4 separate regions of the Mus musculus genome follow, and regions 1, 2 and 3 are each linked to region 4. The links are chromatin contacts, called in public HiChIP or PLAC-seq and Micro-C maps. All regions are on one chromosome and are shown on one strand. Each heading gives the region's core, a stretch centred on a gene start, on an enhancer-like site or on the middle of the called end of the contact. The rest is flanking DNA. Distances are from core to core; before and after follow the strand shown.

What was found. HiChIP or PLAC-seq counts read pairs in DNA pulled down with a chosen protein or histone mark. Hi-C and Micro-C count contacts between places; a contact is called where the count stands out from the background.
Region 1: an H3K4me3 HiChIP or PLAC-seq map of the SCID.adh cell line shows a contact between it and region 4, with 31 read pairs. The contact joins the enhancer-like site here to the promoter of Ptger4 in region 4. A contact is called at or near these places in 9 of 39 promoter capture datasets (the 3T3-L1 cell line, 3T3-L1-derived adipocytes, the C10 cell line and 6 more), 3 of 15 datasets of contacts at CTCF or cohesin (CD8 T cells, the NIH/3T3 cell line and large pre-B cells), 9 of 484 Hi-C or Micro-C datasets (the G1E-ER4 cell line, bone marrow-derived macrophages, embryonic stem cells and 4 more), 11 of 115 datasets of contacts at active chromatin or transcription factors (the 230-238 cell line, CD8 T cells, the NIH/3T3 cell line and 7 more) and 4 of 9 other capture datasets (adipose tissue, liver, macrophages and 1 more).
Region 2: a CTCF HiChIP or PLAC-seq map of the NIH/3T3 cell line shows a contact between it and region 4, with 32 read pairs. The contact joins the promoter of 5430437J10Rik here to the promoter of Ptger4 in region 4. A contact is called at or near these places in 18 of 39 promoter capture datasets (the 3T3-L1 cell line, 3T3-L1-derived adipocytes, the C10 cell line and 12 more), 2 of 15 datasets of contacts at CTCF or cohesin (the NIH/3T3 cell line and large pre-B cells), 20 of 484 Hi-C or Micro-C datasets (3T3-L1-derived adipocytes, the Ba/F3 cell line, the C2C12 cell line and 12 more), 19 of 115 datasets of contacts at active chromatin or transcription factors (the 230-238 cell line, the SCID.adh cell line, bone marrow-derived dendritic cells and 12 more) and 5 of 9 other capture datasets (adipose tissue, embryonic stem cells, liver and 2 more).
Region 3: a Micro-C map of macrophages shows a contact between it and region 4, with 6 times the contacts expected there. The contact joins the enhancer-like site here to the promoter of Ptger4 in region 4. A contact is called at or near these places in 7 of 39 promoter capture datasets (the 3T3-L1 cell line, the C10 cell line, hematopoietic stem and progenitor cells and 3 more), 3 of 15 datasets of contacts at CTCF or cohesin (CD8 T cells, the NIH/3T3 cell line and pro-B cells), 26 of 484 Hi-C or Micro-C datasets (B cells, the Ba/F3 cell line, the C2C12 cell line and 17 more), 17 of 115 datasets of contacts at active chromatin or transcription factors (the 230-238 cell line, CD8 T cells, the SCID.adh cell line and 11 more) and 5 of 9 other capture datasets (adipose tissue, bone marrow-derived macrophages, liver and 2 more).

Annotation. Positions count from the first base shown.
Region 1 is chr15:5,465,898-5,470,475 of GRCm38.p6, reverse strand. No RefSeq gene overlaps it. Among named protein-coding and RNA genes, the nearest start is that of 5430437J10Rik, 28 kb to the left of the region's middle. Within about 2 kb of position 2,570, at least 8 of the 459 cell types and tissues checked have an H3K27ac peak or open chromatin away from gene starts, as enhancers often do. A contact at or near this core is called in the SCID.adh cell line, where this site is marked.
Region 2 is chr15:5,494,888-5,499,412 of GRCm38.p6, reverse strand. It overlaps 5430437J10Rik (RIKEN cDNA 5430437J10 gene), which reads right to left and starts at 3,095. Exons shown (of 5, transcript NR_045274.2): 1 at 3,058-3,095.
Region 3 is chr15:5,444,565-5,448,731 of GRCm38.p6, reverse strand. It overlaps the pseudogene Gm46496. Among named protein-coding and RNA genes, the nearest start is that of 5430437J10Rik, 50 kb to the left of the region's middle. Within about 2 kb of position 2,116, at least 126 of the 459 cell types and tissues checked have an H3K27ac peak or open chromatin away from gene starts, as enhancers often do. A contact at or near this core is called in the 230-238 cell line, B cells, CD8 T cells and 20 more, where this site is marked.
Region 4 is chr15:5,241,846-5,245,949 of GRCm38.p6, reverse strand. It overlaps Ptger4 (prostaglandin E receptor 4 (subtype EP4)), which reads left to right and starts at 1,763. Exons shown (of 3, transcript NM_008965.2): 1 at 1,763-2,267; 2 at 2,755-3,689. The coding sequence starts at 2,252.

The DNA.
Region 1 (4,578 bases), core at 1,321-3,820, 220 kb before region 4:
ACTTGAGACCCACTCAACAAAAGGGAAGTCATACCTGGTATTGGAAATCTTGCTAACCGATCAGGGCTGCTGAAGTCATGGATTTTAGAGAAGAATCTACAACCACAAGTCTCTGGGCCTGTGTACCAGAGGCATTCCATGGAGATCTCTGGCCCGGCCTGGTGTGAGAGTTCCAGTGAAGGGAAGCAAGTGCCAGAAGGGAGGGGAGGTCGCTTTTGTTGCTGCAGTTGGCTCCACCTCTGTCTCTGCCATGTCTTCCAGGGTACTCCTGCGCAGTCCTGCACTGAGTTGGGTCGGGCTGGGCTGACTAAAGGCCGACTAGCCAGTGAGGAGTGAGGTGGAGCTTCAGGCAGCGCTTAGGGAGAGCAGACCTCTTCCCAAGTGTTACAGCTCCTTGGACAGAAGGCTCAGAAGACAGAATAGTTCTCCCACACCTCTGATCCTTCTGGATAGGATTCTTATATACAGTTTTGGGGTGGATGAGGGTCTGACAACAGGTGCTTCTCAGTGGTTTGGACTGAGAGCTTTGGGGAAACCTCATTTGCATGTGGGAAGGCTTGGTGCTGCTCCTGACTGATGGCCACATACCTCTCTGCAGGGGACTGTGGAGGGCTGTAGCTTCGATGACAGGAGCCAGGGGCCCAGGAGGCATGGCTGAACACCTGCTGTCCCATGCAGGTGAAGTCACCACCCAGCGGGTCACCAGAGTTCCAGACCTCTGCTCTACCGGGACCAGGCTGTCTGTGCACAGACCACCGCCTCACAGACCAACATAATCACTAATTACATTCTAAATATTTGTCCTTATACCCGAAGGTAAGGATACTTCTTACCCCTCATCAAACCACACTTGGGAGACAGAGGCAGGTGGATCTCTGCGAGTTCGAGGCCGGCCAGCCTGGTATACAAAGCAAGTTCCAGGAGCTGTTACACAGAGAAACCCTTTCTCTTGGGCTTGAATGCATCGAAAGAAATTAGATACGTTTTCTCTTTAGTAAGAGATTTGTCTCGAATGAAAATACAGTATCTGAATATGGACTGTGGTGAGTTTCAAAACTCTTTAAACATGCTAAAAACCAGTGAGTTGTGCACTTGAACGACTGAAATATATTCTATGTGTATTGTATGTGAACTATAGCTTCATACAGTCACGAAGAGAGAATGATAGAAAACACAAGACTGAGAGACAGAGAGAGAAAGAGAGAGAGAGAGAGAGAGAGAGAGAGAGAGAGAGAGAGAGAGAGAGAGAGAGCAAACATAAACTGGCTCCTGCATCATGTTCATATTCTTTCCAGCAGTCAACCAAGCCCTTGCCTGCTCCAGAATCAAATTTCACTCTTTCTCCTTTTAAGATTATTTCTAGCTGTATCAATTACTTATGGCTGTGCAATTCAGGAGCTTAAAACAATGACTAATATATCTGTGAGGGGGAATCTGAGAGTTGAATTAAGAATCCTACAGTTCAGTCTTTCGGTGTCCTGGAATCATAATCATCTCAACACTTGGCTCGGCAAAGACCTACTTCTGCCTCACTCCTGTGACTCTCATCAGATCTCAGATCACAGCTGGTTGTTTGCTTTTCACATAGCCTCAGTGATTGGCAGCTTATAACAGGCCAGTGGGGCAGAGAGAGCAAGATGAAAGGTGATATGTCTTTGTAAGCTGACCTTGGATATGATGGCCCTGTTGCTCTCGCTTAGTCTATTCTTTTATACAGACAATTCTATAGAGAACCAGTGGAGACTCTCACAAAGGGTGTTTCCCAGCACTGCTGTACCATCTGTCCCAAGCAGTATGGTCTCAAATGCAATCTGTTTCATTAAAAGGACCATGATTGTGCCTTGTTCCTTTGAACTCCTTCCTGTTGTCTAGTTGTATGATGTAATTTAAGGTTAATTGTCTTCTGCCTTGTCTTGTTACTAAAAATACATCTTTTTTAGTAGTTTGTCTTTCACCTGAGATTTTGTAAGAAACCCAGACTCACCATACTTCAGACCTTCTGAAATAAAGTCCGTGCTTGTAGCAAAATGCATTTGTGATTTTTATGCACAGGGAACTTGAGAAGAATCACTGGGTTGTACTGTTCATTATTTGTTCATCCTGTAAGTCTTATATCAATCTGTAGATATTAAGTACTGGGAGAATTAGCATTGGGTTTATATTTCTTCTTGTCCTGCACACTTGTCATGCTATAATTTGAATCTTAGTTGTTCTCAAAAGACATCTATATGAAAGATGTGGTCTCCAATTTGGTTCTTTTGAGAGATAAAGAAAGCTTCAAGAGCTAGGGACAAATAGGGACAAATTTGGAATGGACATGCTCCTAAGTGGGAGATCTTGGAACCTTAGTATTTTTTTCTTTCCTTCTGTATGCCTGGCCCAACTTTATTGCTGGCAAGCAGTGTGACTTCCACCAGATCATTTCATTACTTTCATTTTCATTTCTTTATTTAAAAGTCAAGACTACTACAGAATTTCTACATTTAATCATTTCATGCATGGTTATCTCTGTGTACATGTAAGTTTGTTCATGTGTGCAATGGTGGTAGTGGTAATGTGTGCCTATGTGTGTGCATATGCATGCATACAAGTGCATATGTATACTTATATGTGTACAGGTAGAGGCCAGGGATAACCTCGGGTATCATCTTCAAAAACACTGTTCATCTCCTTTGAGACAAGCAGAGTCTCTCACTGGCCTGAAGCTCGGCAAAGGAACTAGACAGACAAGCTAGCAAGCCCCTGTCTCAATGCTGTAATAGTAGCACTTACATCTTGGCATACTCCTCAGTGCTTTAGTTAGACTTAAAGCCCTGTCAGTAGGAAAGCATTATGCCTGGCCTGGTCAACCTAGCCAACCTATGGTTGGTGAAGCTGCAGATCATAGAGGAGATCTATTCCCACTTTCCTGAACCAATATGATGTCTAATTGCATTGTAAATACTTACCTTATACACAGAGATAAGTGAAGTCCTCACCCTTATCATAGAAATGTCTTTTTGCCGTAGACAGAGACCATTACAGAAGGCCACAACTGCTCAAAATTCAGAGAACAAGTGGTAATGGGATAATAGCTATGTCTGTAATAAAACCCTAACAGTGCTCAGAGGGCACTACAGAAAAGGAAATGGGGAAATATAAGAGCCAAGGGGCCAGAAAATGTGCTGTTAGTATTAAATACAACCCCAGTTGCCATGCCAACACAGGTGTGGGAAATCTCACAAGGCCCTTCCCTCTGATAAAGTGCTAAAGGCAATTAAAGGCTATGGAAGAAGAGGTCTTCTCTGGGGAAGAGTACCCTCAAAAGCTACCCAGTCCCAAGTGGCCATCTGTAAACATATATACACAAGAGCAATTCTAATGGACTCAGCAAGTTGTATATATGTTTAAATGTGTATGTGAGATGGGGGACGGAGAGAAGCGAGAGAGAAACAATAAATAGGTCATGAATTTGAGAGAGTGGAGATTGTGGGAGGAGGATAGAGAACGGCGGAAATGGCATACAACACTCATGCATGCAATTCTCAAAAATCAAAACCCCTTTTATCTAAATTTTTTTAAAGTTAATCAATTGAAAGAACAAAATTTTTCAAAGGAATTTTTGACTGAAGAAAACGAGGCTTGCTCAGTCATGCTGGCCATTGGCCCCACATTTCTTAGCATTCCAGAGCTTTCAGTCATAAGAGAGTTAGAGTATTGGTTTTAAGTCTTTACAAGTCTGCTAGGATTCTACTATGGATATACCCAGACCTGGGCTTCTTTCAACTGCATTGTTTTTAATACTGTTTCAATACTGTTTCTCCATATTTGTTGTGTGTCTGTAAAGTTGTTGATCTCTTCTGCATTAGTTTTGGTGGTTTAGATAAATGTAGGATTTCACGCATTTATTTCAAAATTCTTAATATAATAATATAAGCTTTTAAAGTTGTCCCATATAAAATACTGAATTTCCTTGGTGTCTGTTTTGACATTTCCCTATACATTTTTGACTGTGTTAATTAGGAGTTCTGCTTTCTTGGTTAGCCAGCTAGCTAGCTAGTTAGTTAGTTAGTTAGTTAGTTAGTTAGTTAGTCAGTCAGTGAAAAGGTCTGACGATCTTGTTTATCTTCTCAAAGATCCAGCTCTTAGCTTCATCATTTCTTGTGGTCTTTTGTTCTCGAGTTCATTAATTTCTGCTCTGCTATTTATCATTTCTTCTTGTTTACTGAACTTGAGTTTGGTTTGTTCTTGTTTTTTTTTATTTTCAAATTCTTGAGGTGCATCATGAAGTCATTTATTTGTGCTCTTTCTGAATTTTCATGTTGGTGCTATAATTTTTCTGCTTATGACTACTTTTAATGTATCCTAGAGGTTTTATTGTATTTTGTTTCTATTTTCACTTAGTTCCAGGAATGTATTTTATTTCCTTCTTGATTAGTTGAGATTCCTTTGCTATTGTTTTTAACCTCTGTTGCATTGTGGTCAAAAAGAATACATGGAATTATTTCAAATTTTCTGAATTTATTAAATTTGTTTTGTGTCTCGATATGTGGTCTATTTTAGAAAAGCTTCCACAGGTTGCTGAGTAGAGTGTTCATT
Region 2 (4,525 bases), core at 1,846-4,345, 250 kb before region 4:
ATGAATATCGATGCAAAAATCCTCAATAAATTTCTTCCTAACCGAATCCAAGAACACATCAAAACAATCATCCATCCTGACCAAGTAGGTTTTATTCCAGGGATGCAGGGATGGTTTAATATACGGAAATCCATCAACATAATCCATTATATAAAGAAACTCAATGAAAAAAAAAAAACCACATGATCATCTCCTTAGATGCGGAGAAAGCATTTGACAAAATCCAATACCCATTCATGATAAAGTCTTGGAAAGATCAGGAATTCAAGGCCCATACCTAAACATGATAAAAGCAATCTACAGCAAACAGTAGCCAACATCAAAGTAAATGGTGAGAAGATGGAAGCAATCCCACTAAAATCAGGGACTAGACAAGGCTGCCCACTTTCTCCCTACATAGTCCACATTGTACTTGAAGTCCTAGCCAAAGCAATTCCACAACAAAAGGACATCAAGGGGATACAAATTGGAAAGGAAGAAGTCAAAATATCACTTTTTGCAAATGATAGGATAGGATATATAAGTGACCCTAGAAATTCCACAGAGAACTCCTAAACCTGATAAACAGGTTCAATGAAGTATCTGGATATAAAATTAATTCAAACAAGTCAATGGCCTTTCTGTACACAAAGGATAAACAGGCTGAGAAAGAAATTAGGGAAACAACACCCTTCTCAATAGTCACAAATAATATAAAATACTTAATACGTATACTTTCTAATTACTCATAAATATAAAATACTTAATACTTATACTTTCTAATACTTATACTTTCTAATTACTCATAAATATAAAATACTTAATACTTACACTTTCTAATTACTCATAAAAACTCTTGAAGAAACCTTTATCTAACTTCTAGATATACCACTTATTGGCTGACTGTCACAGTCAGCTCTAGAACTTCATCGGTCTGGTTCCTGATCTGTGATGTTGAGATATAGACCTCTCACTTCTGTGTGATTGTGAAAGTGGCATGAGTTGAGTGGATCCCTGAGTCTCTGTGATTTGCTGATGAGTTAAATGAAACATCTGGAACAGTTAAAAGAGTTTTCACATAGCCATTGATCATCAGATGCTAATCTAAATTAACAAGATAATTTAAAGACATGATTTTAAACTTGTTGAAGTTGATACAATAATCCTTTCTGAGAATTACAACAATTTATCCTTTTGTTAAACAACAGATTATGAACACCATGTACAACAAGCTTAGCTGTCAGGGAAAAGCAAATGAGAATGACCTTGAGATTCCACCTTGCCCCAATCAGAATAGCTAATATCAAAAATTCAAATGACAGCATGGGCTGGCAAGAATGTGGAGAAAGAGGGCATTTCTCCATTGTTGGTGGGATTGCAAATTGCAACAACCACTCTGGAAATCAATCTGGTGTTTTCTCAAAAACTTGGAAATGGTTCTACCTAAAGATCCAGCTATTCCACTCCTGGACATATATCTAAAAGATGCTCCACCATACCACAAGGACACATGCTCCATTATGTTCATAACAGCCTTATTCATAATAGCCAGAAGCTGGAAACAATCCAGATGTCCCTTAATGGAAAAATGGATACAGAGAGTGTGGTTCATTTACACAATGGAATACTAATCAGCTATTAAAAACAAGACCATCAAGAATTTTTCAGGCAAGTGGATGGAACTAGAAAATATCATCCTGACTGAGGTAACCCAGACCCAAAAATATATGCATGGTATGTACTCACTACTAAGTGGATATTAGCCATAAAAAACAGGATACTCATGATACACCCACAGACCCAAAGAAGTTAAACAAGAAGACCCAAGTGAGGATGCTTGTATCCCACTTAGAAGGGAAACATAATAGTAAAGGGAGGCAAGGGGAGGGAGGAAAGTGGATGGGAGAGAGGAGCATGAGGGAAACAGGAGGACAGGATCAGGTGTGGCCAGAGACAAGAGTAAGGCCCAGAAGACCAGGATAATAAATGGAAATCTGCAGCTGCCAGAGATGGGGGGAGTGGATTTCTAGGCTGTCCCTGAGAACTGAGATAGGGGAGGCTCCCAGGAGTCAATGAGGGTAACCTAGTGGAGATGCCTATCAGTGGGGACATGGACCTGAAGACACTACCTCCTGTAGTCAGGAAGGACCCCAGTGGAGGGCTAAGGACACCAACCCACCCACAAAACTTTCAACCCAAAATGTGTCCTGTCTAAGAGAAATGCAGGGCCAAATGGAGCAGAGAATGAAGGAATGACCAACCAATAGCTGGTCCAACTTGAGACCCATCCCTTAGGCAAGCACCAATTCCTGACACTATTAATGATTCTCTGTTAAGCTTACAGACAGAAGCCTAGCATGACTGTCCTCTGAGAAGCTCCACCCAGCAGCTGACCAAAAAGATGCAGATAACCACTTCCAGGACCCTTATGGGATTGAAGGCCCTGAAGGGGATAGGAACCCTACTGAAAGACTAACTGTGTCAAAAATCCTGGACCCCTGGGAGCTCTCAGAGGCTGAGCCACCAAGCAAACACCATACCTGGGCTGGACCAAGGACCCCGGCACATATGTAGCAGAGGGCTGCTGCATACCTTGTCCTGTGTCAGTGGGAGAGGACAGGAGGAACTCCATGAAGGGAAGACCAGTAGGAGGGGCAGCAGCATTTGGGGTGTAAATAAATAAATAAATTTTTAAAAATTAACTGTAACTTACCCATTAAATCCCAGATGAAGTAGCTTGAAAAATAAAAACAAAATACCATGCTTTGCATTCTGTGTTGACTCTTCCTTCTTCTAGTGGCTGCCGCCTTAAGTAGGTTATCATGAATCTACCCCACAGTAGACAAGTTCCTGGAGCACCACTGCTCAGCCTCTATAGTGAATTCTTTCTTGTCTAAATATAGGGTTATATGACAGAGATTACACTAGAGAGAGAACAAAATCTTCAAACTTATGTATTAGACTCCCTGATTGGGTAGCCTACCATCTTTATCTGCATGAATCACTGCTCTAGGTTGGTCCTTCCCCATAGCTTTCATAAGTATCTGCAGCTCTAATTCCTCATACAAATTACCTTACCTCCCCTGATCCTCTGATCCAGTCCCTGATCCAGCTTCTAACACCTCCGTCCTAGAGATGTAAAAGCCATCTTCATCCCACCCTTTTCTAGCTACAATAGGAGGTGCTGTGGATTGGCAGCTCATGGCTTCCTATCCCAACTGGCTAGTCTCTCAATGAGAGGCCTTTTACATCCTGAGTTCTCTCTTCCCTTTTCTTTTTTTTTTTTTTTTCTGAGGGTGGAGAGTGGTCACATAGCTAGGCTCAATTCCTCAATTCTCACAAACCACTACCAATGTGGCTACAAGTACCTACATTCCTCAGTATTAAAAAAATAAATGCTAAAGAAACACTAAATTCCTTCACCTGCGGGATACAAAGAGCAGCTGTGAGCAGAGATGCTGGTGCTCACCAGATTGCAATCACTGCCACAGGAAAGTTGTGCATGCAGTATCATGGGACCAAAGCTCAGTGCCATGAACTACAACCCTCGAAAGCTTAAATATGCCTACCTCACAGGTGTAACCATGTTCACAGATGTAACCGGCTTCATCATGTAGAAGCACACTGCTCAAATACCTCTTGGGACAGAAAAGAATTTATGCAAGTTCTCACTCCCACCCAACTGGGGCCTCAGCCTTGTGAAAAAGCACCATGAACCTGGTCTTGGCATTTTTCTAAATACGTTTCCATTTTGAAATGATTTTTTAAAAAGCAGGAAGTAGCACTTTCACTTCTGCAGTGGGATTCCCTCCATGTCTCCCTAAAGACATAACATCACTGTGTTCCCTTTAAACGTCTCAGATTGGGCCAGTTTCTTACACAGATAACACATCGCTCCTGGCTAGGATCCACGAAATTTCATGTCGCCCACCTCACTTTTATTACTTAATAATTATCTTGGCAGACACCGATTCAACAGTCCTTGGAATGCTGGTGGGAAAGATCCATCACACTTAGTATTTCTCAAGAGGAAATTTGTCTAGTGGTTAAACTCAAGAATGACTCATAGAGATGCCAATTCAAACCCAGGCTGTGATTCACTCTGTGACCCTTGCCCTACGCTCTCCACCCTGGGTTTCTCAATATGTTGAGCTGCACATCTCCATTTGCTACCATAAATAATGAGCTATACTTAGAGATTATTTGCAAACTGACTAACATTGGGAGACCTAATATGTCCAAGGTAATGTGTCACCAACGTGAAAGCATAAGTCGATATTCATAAGAAGTCATTTTCTCAAGGTTAATCATGGACTGAAGAAAGAATGTGATCAAAGCCTTTGAGGACCAAGTCCTTCCAGTCATCTTTGCTCCTGACTTTCAGAGATGCATACACTGAAGCCCAGCCAGCTAAGCTTCCTACACAAAGCTTTGCTGTGCCCAAGTCTACACTACATGCTAGAAATGGAATACAGGCTACTCACAGGAACCACAGGTATAGTTTTCAATTTTCTAGTAAGGACAGGTTTTTTTTTTTTCATAGATT
Region 3 (4,167 bases), core at 867-3,366, 200 kb before region 4:
GCTCTCGTTTTTGTCAGGGTTTTCCAAGAAAATCCCAAAATATTATAGGCTACTGGACTGCCTTTTGTTGCCCCAGAGGTGGGAGGTAAGTCACTATTGCTGAAGACTCCATTCACTTACATGCTATTTTTTTAATTGCTTCCCCAAAACAACCATAGGCTAACACCAACAAAATCCAGGAGCCAGAATGAGAAATTTTCTTTGGAATGTTTAAGAGTTATTCAAGTGACTCCTAAAACAACACAGACTACTATCAATGTAGTCCTCGTTTACTGCTAACACCACACACTTTGAACCCAGAACTCAGATGAGTCAAGTGGATGACTCTAGCTTCTATGATATACAAGTTGTCAGTGGAGGGAGGCAACTCAAGAGTCCTACCCAGCTGCAAAACCTATGAAGCACAACAATGATCAGCATGATAAGATATCCAAAGAATGAAATGAGAATCCCTTGTGTGTTGGTGATAACCAACAGCTGTCTAATTAGACTTAAGTCTCATGCAACAGGAAGGAATTCATGCCTTGTATGGGAAATCTAGCTAGCTTCTCAAGTTTTGTGAGGGCATAGACCTTAGAAAAGAATTTACCACCATGACTTGGCTAAACCAGAGTAATTACTCACTACAACTCAAATCTCATCCTTCAATGCTGTGGGTACAGATAAGTGTAGGTAGCTCCCACACCTCATCAAACAGAGCCTCTATTTACAGCAAATGGAGTCTATCACAAAAAACCCACAGCTGAACACAATACAGCGACAGATCATGAGGAGCCCAGCCTCAATGGATACACTTATATCACAGCTCTTATATCTATGGCTTGGCTCAGGGCATATCCTGGAAGAAAGGGTAAAAAGATTGTCTGATCCAGAACACCAGGAAGTTGGCTGTGAAACAGTCTCTCCTAGAAATGGCTGAATAAACAAGACTGGAACAATTTCATTATCAATAGATCTGGTGACATGAAAGTGGGTAAAATGTCATGGGACCCACCCACAGGCAACTAATAACAGCCAGAGGAGAATTAGCCTCTCCTGGATATAAGTCCCCTTGTTGGTTACTCAATGAATACGGGTCCATATATACACAAACAACCAAAAAAGACCCAGAAAGTTGATTATATATTTGTGGATACTTATGCACGTGCACACACACACACACACACACACACACACACACACACATATGTATATATGAAACAGTAATAATCAAAGAAATAGAGGCTAGCAATGTAAGCATGGGAAGGTCATAGGAGGGATTGGAGGAAAAAATATCTGGGAAGGGGCTGGAGGGAGGAAAGGGGTAGTGGGAAAGGGATGTAATTCTCTTTTAACTAAAAATATATTAATAAAATAGGAGTAAATGAACTTTCATCATTAATGTAGATTGAAGTAATTTATTTTCCTGTCACCTAAATGAGGCTCTCACCCAACATCTTCTCATTCTCATACAGAAGGCCCACACACACACACACACACACACACACACACACACACACACACACGGCTGAAGATTAGTACATTCTTTTGAGAACTACAGGACAAGTTCAAAATGGATATTGTAGCTCCTCAGCTGATCATGTGAAAAATCCCTGTAACAGGGCCTGTCATGCATGACATCATCTGGGTCATAGGTTCTGGTGGGAAAGGTCACTTTAAAGGTCCCTTCTCTTTTAGCTCATTCTAATAATGAAAGCCACCAATGACAGCTAAATGTCATCAACTTTCCAAGGTTCAGACCTGCACCCAGGAACAGGGAATCCAGACCTCCTGACTTGTAGGTTATGATACAGCATCGCCAGGCTGTGACATGTTTGCAGCTCTCACTTCTGCCCTGACACCTCTGCAATGCTACAGGGGGTTTCCTACATCTCCCCTCCTCGTGCTTTTCTGAACTCACCCAGATTTTATTTACATATGCTTCACTAATCCTCAGTGGCCCCAGGCAGTAATTATATTAAACCCCCAAAAACGAATAAAATAGTTAATATAAAACTATAACATTGCTGTCAAAAGGAAGACGATAATTGTGACATGGGCTCCAGGGAAATGGAGAAGTGGTCAAGTCACTTTGCTATTTTTACCTGCCTCTAATTATAGAAGGAACTGTATGTGTTTAATCAAATGTGCAATCACACAGACAGTGACTCAGAGCTCTGAGAAGAGTCAAACCACGTTGACAGCAACTATGCTCAAAAGATCCTAATCTTTCACTTCTGCTATTACTTTATTCATCTTCCGGGTGTTAATAAATCAACATTGGCCTGGAGGTTCTCGTCTGTAAGGTGAAGGACTTGGACAACAGGATCTCTAGTTTCCTTTCCAGGGAAAAGTCTATGCTTTTGAGGGATTACAGAAAAGGAAACAAGGATACAGTGTAAAGTTGAAGAGTTACACAGAAGAAAACAGGAACCAGGAAGTAAAAATTTATAGTCTCCAGACATCCAGGCACCTTCCCCGACAGAGGAGGGCTCTGCTGCAGAGCACCTGGGGGGAGCCATCTTGGGTCCCAGATCCCTCAAAGACTAGTCTGCCCAGGCGAGAGTGCGGACTACAGAAGCTACACAGCTTCTACAACAGGCAGAAGCAACACAGCTTCTGGAACAGAGCCCATTTCGGGCTCCAGACATCCCGGCACCTTCCCTGACAGAGGAGAGGTATCTGCCCTGCCCAGGAGGGCTCTACAACAGAGCACCTGGGAGAGCAATATTGGGTACCAGATCCCTCAGAGACTAGTCTGCTCAGGTGAGAGAACACACTACAGAAGGTATACAGATTCTGGGACAGGCCCTGTTTCAGGACTTCATCTTAAGCCAGGAGGGAGGTCCAAACACAAGATATCTGTGCACCTTCCCTGAAAAAGGAGAACTTGCCTACAGAGAGTACTCTGACCACTGAAACTCAGGAGAGAGCTACACTACCAGATCTGCTCACAGAGGCTAACAGAATCACAGGAGGAGCAAGCTCCAATCAGAGACAACTATAACAACTAACTCCAGAAATTACCAGAGGGCGAAAGGCAAACATAAGAATCTTACTAACAGAAACCAAGACCACTCACCATCATCAGAACCCAGCACTCCCACCTCAGCCAGTCCTAGATACCCAACACACCCAAAATGCAAGACTCGGTTTTAAAATCATATCTCTTGATGCTGGTAGAGGACATCAAGAAGGACTTTAATAACTCACTTAAAGAAATACAGGAGAACACTGCTAAAGAGGTAGAATCCCTTAAAGAAATACAGGAAAACACAACCAAACAGGTGATGGAATAGGACAAAACCATACAAGACCTAAAAGGGAAACTAAACACAATAAAGAAAACCAAAAGTGAGACAGTGGTGGAGATAGAAACCCTAGGAAAGATATCTGGAACCATACATGTGAGAATCAGCAACAGAATACAAGAGATGGAAGAGAGAATCTCACATGCAGAAGATTCCATAGAGAACACCGGCACAACAGTCAAAGAAAATGCAAAATGCTAAAAGATCCTAACTCAAAACATCCAGGAAATTCTGAACACAATGAGAAGAGCAAACCTATGGATAATAGGAGTAAATGAGAATGAAGATTTTTCAATTTAAAAGGCCAGCAAATATCTTCAACAAAATTATAGAAGAAAACTTCACAAACCTAAAGAAAGAGATGCCCATGAACATACAAGAAGCCTACAGAAGTCCAAATAGACTGGACCAGAAAAGAAATTCCTCCCAACACATAATAATCAGAACAACAAATGCATGAAATAAAGATAGAATATTAAAAGCAGTAAGGGGAAAATGTCAAGTAACATATAAAGGCAGGCCTATTAGAATTACACTAGGTTTCTCACCAGAGCCTATGAAAGCCAGAAGATCCTGTACAGATGATATGCAGACCCTAAGAGAACACAAATGCCAGCCCAGGCTACTATACCAAGAAAAACTCTCAATTACCATAGATGGAGAAACCAAAGTATTCCATGATAAAACAAAATCCAAACAAAATCTTTTCATGAATTCAGCCCTTCAAAGGATAATAAAGGGAAAACACCAACACAAGGACAGAAACTACACCCTCATAAAAGCAAGAAAGTAATCCATCAAGAAACCTAAAAGAAGACAGCCACAAGAACAGAATCCCAACTTTAACAACAAAAATAACAGGAAGCAACAATTACTT
Region 4 (4,104 bases), core at 514-3,013:
CAAGGTAGTTTCCGTCCTTATTTTTCTGGTGTTGATTTGTGTTCTGTGCTGACACCATTCTAGAGATTACTCTCCAAAGGACATGCAGACACCAAAACGACATCAATGGTGACAGCAGACTCAAAAACTGAACATCACCACTGACTTTTTTTTTTATCAGCTAAGAATGCTTTCCCTTCTGATGTTCCTGATGAAAAGGCTTGCACACGAAATGTATTTTGATACCCACATGTTCCCTTATACAAGTAAACACAATTCTGAGTACTTCTCTAGGCTGAAGTTAGTTGAAATCGTAAAATCTTGGTTCTCTCACTACTCGTTTGTTTCTGAGGCTTGCTGAAGAATCATAAATTCTTGGCAGATTTAAAAAAAAAAAAGATTTATTTATGTGAGTACACTGTAGCTATCTTCAGACACACCAGAAGAGGGCATCAGATCTTATTACAGATGGTTGTGAGCCACCATGTGGTTGCTGAGAATTGAACTCAGGACCTCTGGAAGAGCAGTCAGTGCTCTTAACTGCCGAGCCATCTCTCCAGCCCCCATAAATAACAGTAGAGGCATACCTACTTGTTTCACACAAGATTCAAGCCACCTAGTTACCCGGTTAGATGCTAAGCATGGAGTGAGGTTTTTGTAAGAAGTTGAATTGTTCAGAAAACCATACTACAGTCTCATTGTGTAGTTTTTAAAGGATCTGGTGACAGGGTTTTAATTGCCCCCTGGTGTTTTCCGATCTTAAATTCTGTTTTTTAGGAGAATAGTTGATAATTAAGAAATGATTGTTCCTCATCAAAGAAGAAGCCGAACAAACTATAAACCAAAGAATAGGGAAAGGCAAATAGACCTTTTCCGAGTTAACAAAGAGGCAACGCCTGGAAATTCGTTAATTTGCTTGAATTTCAAACCCCTCTCATCCCGCAGGTGAAGATGGCTAGCAGAAACTGAACAGGAAAGCACTTGTTTCAGCCTTCCTGAGGAAGAATGCTCTCTCTCTACAGTTAAACAGTCCCCCTCAACTAAATCTCAGGTGTGCCTGTGGGCCACAGGTCTCCAAAGAAAGCCCTAAACTCTGCCATCTAAGTGAGAAGTTGCAGTTCCGTGTTGCTCGCCTTCCTCCCCGCCTCCGCTTTGGTGCCCTATTGAGCGCAGCTAGGGCACTGCCAAGTAACTCCTTTTATGGTGAGAGGATGGATTCTTAGTCGCCTCCCCGCCCAAGCCTGGTACCTACTCACCGTGCCTCTGCCAAGTCCCACCCGGAGCTCTCGGGCGTACACACCCACGGACAACCACACACCCACTTTTCCTCTCCGCTCTGTGGCTCCCGGGTAGAGCCCTAAAGCAATTGTCCCGACATCTCAAGACCCACATGTTTGATCTGTGGGTGGAAGATGCGAGAATTTAACCACTCTAACCCGCAGAGCAATGTAGACCAGACACAGGTCCCAGCATCATTCCCGCTAAATGCCCAGCTTGGGAGTGGCGAAGCTCGAGCTGGCGTTTCCTGGGGACTCGATCTGGGGGGTTTCGGTACCTTCGAGGGAGGGAAGGCACTGAAGCTGCACCCGCAGCCGGGTGGCACCCCCGCAGGTCCCTCCAGACCTCCGCAGCTCTCCGCCCCGCCCTCCATCACCGGGCTCCTAGGCGGTGCTAGAGGAGGTCTCGCCCCGCCCCCTTTCCAGATCAGCCAATGGAAGCCCGGGCCGCGCTATGACTGTCTCCGCCCCCTCCGGGGAAACTTGCGGGAGGAGAAAAGTTTGTTCAGAGGCTGGAGACGCCGAGAGCGAAGCTCGAAACCCGGCAGCGGGAGAGGAAGATGAACGGCCTCAGGTCAGAGCCCCAGGCCCAGTGGACCCCGTGCCGCCCCCAGAGCCCAAGGAGCGGCCTCAGCGGCAGCCGCCTTCTCCGGTAGCTGTCCGTTCAGCCCGCTGCTGGGGAGGAGGGAGCCCGGACCTACGCTCTGTTCCACCTGCACGCGTGGCGGCGACACACCTGGACGCTGACCTCCCGCACTAGACCTGCGCGGGCCCTGCAAAGCTGAGACTCGCCTTTGAAAGGAGGAGGCGTTAGTAAATCAAACAAGAAACCCCAGACTGGTCTTCACCGACCCATCCCGCTAGCCTCTCTGGCTTTCCAAGCTTTTTTGAAAGCAAGATACTCTGACCTCAGTTCCGGAAAGTTGGCAGCCACCGAGCCCCGGTTCCGAGACAGCAAAAGCTTGACAAGTTCCGCACTGCGTGGGAAGAGACTGATGGCTGAGGTTGGAGGTAGGTCCTGAACATCTGAGGCCTGAGCCTTGGGCACACCGGGCTCCTAACCCCACCCTACAGGTAAGTCGGGATGGAGGTCTTTGCGTGTTCAGGCGCTCTTCCGGGAAACCAAAGAACAGAATGTCCCATAGTGTCCCAAAATGTCCATAACTTCTTTCGATGAGCATTTTATCCATTCTGTGGGGAATATCACTAGGGAGTCACTTTTCCCTTGAGAAGGGTCTTGCTCATCTCGGCGAGGGAATGAGCTGATTATGGAGCGGTGGGGGTGGGGATAGGCGGGAAATAAATATATTAATGTCAGCAGAGCGGTGCTCTTGACAGAACGGATCCAGACCTTGGGAATTTAAGTAGTCACAGTTAATGAGTAGCTACCGATGAGGAAGTTGGATCTGGGTGCTCTCCTTATCTCTGCGACACAGCATTTTGGCCATGGGTCGAACACCTTGCAAGTGGTAAATGGCTCGTTTCTCTTTCTCTCTAGGTACCATTCCTAGATCGAACCGTGAGCTCCAACGCTGTGTGTTACTAACCACCACCATCATGTCCATCCCCGGAGTCAACGCGTCCTTCTCCTCCACTCCGGAGAGGCTGAACAGCCCGGTGACCATTCCCGCAGTGATGTTCATCTTCGGGGTGGTGGGCAACCTGGTGGCCATCGTAGTATTGTGCAAGTCGCGCAAGGAGCAGAAAGAGACGACCTTTTACACTCTAGTATGTGGGCTGGCTGTCACTGACCTTCTGGGCACCTTGTTGGTAAGCCCGGTGACCATCGCCACATACATGAAGGGCCAGTGGCCCGGAGACCAGGCACTGTGTGACTATAGCACCTTCATCCTACTTTTCTTCGGTCTGTCGGGTCTCAGCATCATCTGTGCCATGAGCATCGAGCGCTACCTGGCCATCAACCACGCCTACTTCTACAGCCACTACGTGGACAAGCGGCTGGCCGGCCTCACACTCTTCGCCATCTATGCATCTAACGTGCTGTTCTGCGCGCTGCCCAACATGGGCCTGGGCAGATCCGAGCGGCAGTACCCGGGCACCTGGTGCTTCATCGACTGGACCACCAACGTAACGGCCTACGCCGCCTTCTCTTACATGTACGCCGGCTTCAGCTCCTTCCTCATCCTTGCCACCGTGCTCTGCAACGTGCTGGTGTGCGGCGCGCTGCTCCGCATGCACCGCCAGTTCATGCGCCGCACCTCGTTGGGCACGGAGCAGCACCATGCGGCTGCCGCCGCCGCGGTAGCTTCGGTGGCCTGTCGGGGCCACGCTGGGGCCTCCCCAGCCCTGCAGCGCCTCAGCGACTTTCGCCGCCGCAGGAGTTTCCGGCGCATCGCGGGTGCGGAGATCCAGATGGTCATCTTACTCATCGCCACCTCTCTGGTGGTGCTCATCTGCTCCATTCCGCTCGTGGTAAGTGTTTGGGGCCTGAGACCCACTGGGCCTCTCTCCTGCATCCATCCGCCTCCACGCTCCCCTCCTTTTCCCTGATTCCTTTGGGGGGGGGGGAGGTGGGCAGAGTTTTCTCCAGTTCTGAGCTGGGACCACTTCAAGGCTTCTCTGAGCAAACCCAGGTTTTCCTTCTAAGTCCTGACCTTAAAGAGACTCAGGAGGTGATTCCCCGCCCCCAGGTCCCCTGAGGTTCTTTCCCCGAAAGCAAAAGTTCTGAGGTCCCCTGGACAACCCCCTGTGCCCCCTCCCCTGCCAGGTTCCCCTTATTGCCCTGTTTTGCTTTGCATCTTCCCTGAACCTTCAGGCGGGATCAGTTAGATGGGGGGAGGGGACAACTCACTTGCGTTACTTACTCTAGCGCTCCACTCTGTGGCCC